Regions from separate parts of the Neogale vison genome. Here region 1 is linked to region 2. A link is a contact called in public Hi-C data. All regions are on one chromosome and are shown on one strand. Each heading gives the region's core, a stretch centred on a gene start, on an enhancer-like site or on the middle of the called end of the contact. The rest is flanking DNA. Distances are from core to core; before and after follow the strand shown. Region 1 holds the start of LOC122915146 (cytochrome P450 1B1). Region 2 has its middle 76 kb from the start of ATL2.

The links. Hi-C and Micro-C count contacts between places; a contact is called where the count stands out from the background.
Region 1: a Hi-C map of fibroblasts shows a contact between it and region 2, with 2.9 times the contacts expected there. The contact joins the promoter of LOC122915146 here to the enhancer-like site in region 2. A contact is called at or near these places in 2 of 3 Hi-C or Micro-C datasets (fibroblasts and muscle).

The regions. Positions count from the first base shown.
Region 1 is chr8:113,644,694-113,647,903 of ASM_NN_V1, forward strand. LOC122915146 (cytochrome P450 1B1) reads left to right here and starts at 1,868. Exons shown (of 3, transcript XM_044261726.1): 1 at 1,868-3,105.
Region 2 is chr8:113,492,540-113,495,586 of ASM_NN_V1, forward strand. No RefSeq gene overlaps it. Among named protein-coding and RNA genes, the nearest start is that of ATL2, 76 kb to the left of the region's middle. Within about 2 kb of position 1,627, the one cell type or tissue checked has open chromatin away from gene starts, as enhancers often do. A contact at or near this core is called in fibroblasts, where this site is marked.

The DNA of each region.
Region 1 (3,210 bases), core at 618-3,117, 150 kb after region 2:
AATTAAAGCCTACTGAGAGACCGGTGTGTGCAGCTGTCTCGAACTGAATTATTAGGCAAGGGGCTTGCTGAAGCTGGACATTGTAAAGTTATGAAACTCATCTCAAAGGGTGTGTAGACCAACCCAACTATGAAACCAATGCTTGTTTATTCCATTGCTCAAAAACAACTTCATCACGGATTGGAGAGCTCTGTTACAGTGTGTGACATCATTTCCAGAGAGAACCTCTCAAAAACTACTGAATGGAGACTTTTTTTTTTCAAATGATTATTTATTTATTTATTTGATAGAGAGAGATCACAAGCAGGCAGAGAGGCAGGCAGAGAGAGAGAGAGAGGAGGAAGCAGGCTCCCTGCAGAGCAGAGAGCCCGATGCGGGACTCGATCCCAGGACCCTGAGATCATGACCCGAGCCCAAGGCAGAGGCTTAAACCACTGAGCCACCCAGGCGCCCCCTGAATGGAGACTTTTACAAAAAGCATTTTCTTATCAGGTCAGATATTTTATTGTTGGTCTCTCACAAAGTGTGATTTTCAGACATCTCTTTGGGCTTTAACCACTTAGTTCCAGGTCAGCTATGAGGCATAGTCCATAGGCCTCCCTCACCCAGTTTTACTGCAAAAGGGAACCACACTATTTCTTCTTTGTGAACCTCACAGTCCTCACTTCCATAAACAAAAACAAGTATTCAAAGAAATTCTTCCAGCTGATGATGATGATGATGATGATGATGATTTTAGCAGGCAGGAAAGATGGCATTTGTGCTTTTCTCACCTGAGGATTTCCTTCCACATAAACTTGTCTGATGGATCTGGAATGAGACTGAGGGGGGTTCGAATTCTGGCTTCACCTCTTGAGAGGTGGTTAAGAGGTGGGAAGGGGAGAAAACCATCAAGCATTTTAATCACTTCCTTGAAAAGAATCATTTAAGATTACAGTGTTGTTGTTGTTGATTTAATTTTTACTTAAAAGGGTTACTTGGGTTACTTAAAAGGGGTGGAGGGGAACAGGGAGAGAGAGAGAATTTTAGGCAGTCTCCACACCCAGGGGGGAGGCGACACGCGGGGCTCAATCTTACAACCCCGAGATCATGACCTCAGCCGAAATCAAGAGTCTGACGCTTAACAGACTGAGCCCGCCAGGCGCCCCAAGATTATGTCTGTAATTGTATTATTGCAGTGCGAGTGATCTTGGTTAAGTCACATAACCTCTCCGAACACCAGTTTCCACCTCTGCAAACTGAGAAGCAATAGAACAATAGAGATTTCCAGCGTGGATAATACTCAAAGCGCAGAGTTGTCACGTGGTAAACCCCCAACTTTTATGACACTTGAGGATCCCAGAGGCCCGGAGGTACAATTCCACCCTGGTCAACTACCAGACATCTCACCCTTCCCCGGGCTCGCCCTTTCCCCAACCTTGCGGAGAAGCCCTTTTCTCCCCCGGGGCTTGAAAATGCTTTGTACCAGCTGGTAAAGGGAGGGCGCAGCCAGCGGGGGAAGCTACCGGGGACGGAGCACCTCCTGCTTCCCCTTGGAAGGAAGCGTCCCCATCTCGAGTTCACAGCGCCCAGATCCGCCTCCCGATAGGGTGGTCAGGGCGTCCTCCCCGCTGGCCCCCGGGGTGCGGCAGTGCGTGCGCCGCGGAGGGCGGTGGCGGCGGGTACCCCGCCCTGGGCTGCCGCCCCCGCCGCCTCGGCGTGTCAGGTGCCGTGAGAAGCGCCCAAGGATATGACCGGAGCCCAAGACTTTCCAGAAGCCGCGCACGCAAAGGTCTGCTCTGCACGCAAGGGGGAGGGACAGCAGAGGAAACTTCAACCCGATGAAATTGGTAGGCGCGAGGAGAACGGCCTCCTGCTCCTCCTCCCCCTCGCCCTCCCTCCGGGATCCTCAGAGCGCCTTCCCTCTGCTCCTAGCCCCCCGTTCGCCCCAGCTTGGCTCCGGGCTCTGTGCCGAGGGTCTCGGACGCGGCCAGCGCGACAGTGCGCGGGTCTGGGGGAGGCGCCACCTTGGGGGACTGCGAAGCGGGAAGCCTCTCGACCAGCTGCGCGCGGCCAGCGCTGGTCTTTGTGTGCCCAGCACCGCTGGGGTCTGGGAGCGGCGTCTTTCGGGGTTCTTGATCTCTCTGCACAAGGTGGAAGGAGAACTTTGCCCGCCAAAGGGCCTCATCCGAGGGGCCTATTTGTTTGCAAGAAAGTTAAAATAAACTAAAACAACTGGGGATATGCTGTAAAGGCAAGCCGCCACCATAACCCGGGCAGTCCGCGTTCCTAAACCGACAGGTTCCCTCCCCCGGCCCGGGCGCCCAAGGATCCCGAACGGGTTTGTCTCGGGGAACGGAGCTCAGTCACCGAGAGGGAAGAGGAGTCACGCGCTCCGGCCGAGGGGGCGCGTTCCCATCCAGAGCCCCGCGGGACGGGCAGGTTCTGTTCCCAGCGCGCTTCCGGGAAACTGCGGCTTCGCTGGGGAGGGACTGATTAAGAGTGGTTTTCCGGCAGACTAGAAGCTCACACCGCAGCTCTGGCAAAGCCGACAGTCACTGTGCCAAGGCCGTCGGGAGAATTGCGGCCGCCTTGCGTGACCGCGGGAGCACAGCTACGCGGGTTAGGGGTCTGAGCCGCTGGACCCTCCCCGGCGCCCCGCCCCCCTCAAGCCCCGCCCCGCCCCGCGGGGCCACCCGCCCAATGCAGACCTTAAAAGTCGCGCGGGATGGCGCGTTTCAACTCTGGAGTGACTGTGCGCAAACGGGCCACGCCTTTGCAACACCAGCTGTCGGAGACACGCGGGGGTCCTGAGGGCTGGGAATTGCCTGCATTCGTTGACCCCCCAGTCTCAGTCCGCACTCTGTGAGAAAACCCCGCTTTGCCGAGGCCCCAGGTATAGCGGCGATCGGCAAAGAAGGGACCCTTCTCGGTCCGCATCCCAGTCCCAGCGCCCCTGGCTCGGACGACGCCTAGAGGCTACTGAGTGGGTGCTCAAGCTCCCAGAGCAGCAGGTGTCCCGGCTAGGTCTCCGATTTCCTGGAGACCTCCTGCCCTCCACAAAGGCCCCAGCCCTGTTTCGGAGCCGTGCATCCCGCGCCCGCAGGAAACCGCGCCACCTCGCAGGTCAGTCTCTCCGCGGAGCTGCTATCCCGCGACCTTGCCGGGCCGGGGTGGTAGGCACCGAGAGGGAACGGAGCGCCTCGGTCTTGATGCCCTCCGGGTTGTCCC
Region 2 (3,047 bases), core at 377-2,876:
TTTCTTGAAGTGTGGAGCCATCTGGGTCCACTTCTGTTGTGATAGAAATATAGAAAGCACCTCTTTGGTGTAGAAGATCAACACTGTGGATTTGATAACCAACAGCAGCAGATAGTGGGCCATAGAGCTGGGGAGACCATGGGACAGGTAGGGCCCAAAAAGGACACATGCCATGGGAGGGGTCATGGCTTCTCAGTGCCCACTGAATGCCGTGGGAGCCCCCAGTCATCAGCTCTTTCTAGGTTTTAAGAACAGCTAGAAATCTGAATTGAAAAAAGTCAGCACCAAATTGGCACACAATCTCTTAAAAATACAGATAGAACAAACTATGATTTGGTTTGACAGAAGCTCAGGTTGTAACTTCTGAGTAATCTGTTTCCTGGACATTTCACGTCTGAGTAGTCTTCCTCAAAACCCATAACCTTACTCTACTCATGAGACAGTATCAGACGACCCAAATGGAGTGAATTCTATGAAACATCTGGCCAGTGTTCCTCAAAAATTTCAAGGTCTTAATAAACAAGGAAAAGAAGACCGAAAAACTGTCACAGATCAGGCAGGCTAGGGACACATGATGACTAAATGCAATGTGATATCTTGAAATATTAGTGGAAAAATTGGTGAAAATCTGAATAATGTCTGGAGTTCAGTTGATGGTACATTAGTTTCTTAATTTTGAGAAATGAAGCATAATGGAAGATGTTAATATTATTGGAAAGTGGGTGAAAGGTATGTGGCAACTTCTTGTGCTATATTTGTAACTTTTCTGTAAATCTAAGATTATTCCAAAATCAAAAGTTTATTCAAAAGAAAAAGTCCCTTCTAAGCACAAGATAACCTTTGGTTGTTTTGGTTCTGCAAATGAAGCTGGGTTTCCAGCTCAAATGCTGTCCCATTGGTAGTCCTTCTTTCAACCTGGGGAGCATGCTTAGCACAGTGTTGAGCTTTATTGTTATTTTCTTCTAGAACACAGAGCACCAAGGCTTCTAAATTGGGTGTGCAAGTGAGCCCAGACACATGTGGGGAGTCATGCAAGTTTGCTGTGCAAAATGGCGTCTCTCTTCCTATTAGTAAGAGAAGCTCTACTTTGTGGCCACACACACTGTTGTCCTCCCACTCTAACTGCCCTGTAGCAGCTGGAGTCAGTTTGAAATTCATAGGCAGAGGCTTAGGTGCACCCTGAGGGCTAACATTTTGCCTAAGGATATGGAGGTTTGATCCCCTTCGCCAGACTGGACAGCTGGCTCATTTTCTAAAGCCTTCTGGCTTGGTGTAGTAGGATCCAAGAAGAACCCCTCCTTTCTAAGAAAACATTCCCCGAGTCAGGAAAATTGGAGAGGCAGAGAGGGCTGAAGTGAGCTATCAGAGTGAGGAAGGGGCCAGCATGGGAGTGAGAAAACTTTACAAATGTTTTCATCTTTCCAGGGGAGTTAAGTTTCTCTAAATTTGTGGTCCCTCTGACTCCACAGGAATTGTATCTTTCTGCAGTGTTCCCAGGCAATTATCCGTCCTCACAGAGCTGAGCCTCTGCTTTCAGGACCCAATCAAGTGGCCACAAATCAAAGATAGCTTGGACTCATTCCACTAATAGCACGCAAAGCCATTAGCTGCGGTTGTTTGAAAAGGGAAGTGGCTCAGATATCTCTGGTCTCAAGAAAAGCTTCTGTAATGTCAGATTATGGTTACCAAATGGCTTAGTGGACTGAGGCATCACATTTCTCATAATGAGAGGTTATTTATTGCACCACTGAACCAACACACTCTCCCTTGCTCACTTGCACAAGATAAGATGAAGAGCCCTTTCAAGTTGAATTAAATTTAAAAGGAAAAGCAACACACATGCTCCCAGCTAATGCCTGGGTTTAGCTCAGGTTGTGTAGGGACCGGTGTGGAAGTCTCCTTCGGTGGGTGGTCTGAGAGCCTCGGCAAGACTCTGCTTGCCCCAATCTCTAATTTTTTGGGCCCACTGCTTGAGGTTGAACTCATTCGGAACATTTCTTTTGGTTAAGGCACTGTTTCCAAGAAAGTCTTTGTCAAAATGTTAAGAACTTATGCTGTTCGGGGCATCTGGGTGGTTCAGTGGGTTAAAGCCTCTGCCTTCTGCTCTGGTCCTGATCCCAGGGTCCTGGGATTGAGTCCCGAGTCAGGCTCTTTGCTCAGCAGGGAGCCTGCTTCCCTTCCTCTCTCTCTGCCTGCCTCTAGGCCTGCTTGTGATCTCTCTCTGTCAAATAAATAAGTAAATAAAACATAAAAATGTAAAAAAAAAAGAAAAAAAGAAAAAAAAAGAACCTATGCTGTTCACCATCCTTAACCTAACAGGTGCCCCTCTTTCTAGGGCAAACCTCTCCGGGTGCCCCCTCCTGGGGTTCCTAGCGGTTGTCAATCCCAGCATTCCCCGCTCTTGGCTACCGAGTAAGCATGCGTCCATCCCTCCGGCTATGGTGATTGGTTCAGGGCTGGGCACATGACTGAATTTGGGCCAATCAGAGGCCCTTTTGAGGATGGTTTTCCGAGAAGAGCTAAGGGTGGCAGCATCTTAATCCGGAGGCTGCGAGCCTGGGTTCCAGAGGCTGTGTTTTCAGTCACGCTGAGGAAACGTATGTCCACTGGAGAGAATAAAAGCCATGTGGAGGTAAGGAGAGACAGAGGGAGGGGTCCTTATGGCGGCGAGGCCCAGTTCTCTCACCGAGAACCGGGATACCTGTGCGGATGCCCCAGGAGCCTTCCAGTAAAGCCCCCTTTAATGAAGCTTGTTTGCACTGGGCTTCTACCCCTGGCAGGGACGAGGACTGACTAACGCACGCCGTCCATGGGCCTGTCTTCTCCCGCTTTCCATAAACACCATTCCTGCCTGGGCAAGTGTGGGCTGCCTGCTGGCTTGCTCCCTGACGCTGGGCGCCGAGGTGCCAGGTACCTCTGCTGGTCCGGAGTGGAAGGGAGCGGAAGGAGGAGACTAAAATGCAAACACCTTGGCCTGGTGGGAGGAAAACCGGAGGGCACAAGGGTGGGCTGTCCTCGCTGGCTTTCTGGTAAGGTCTTTGGAAGAA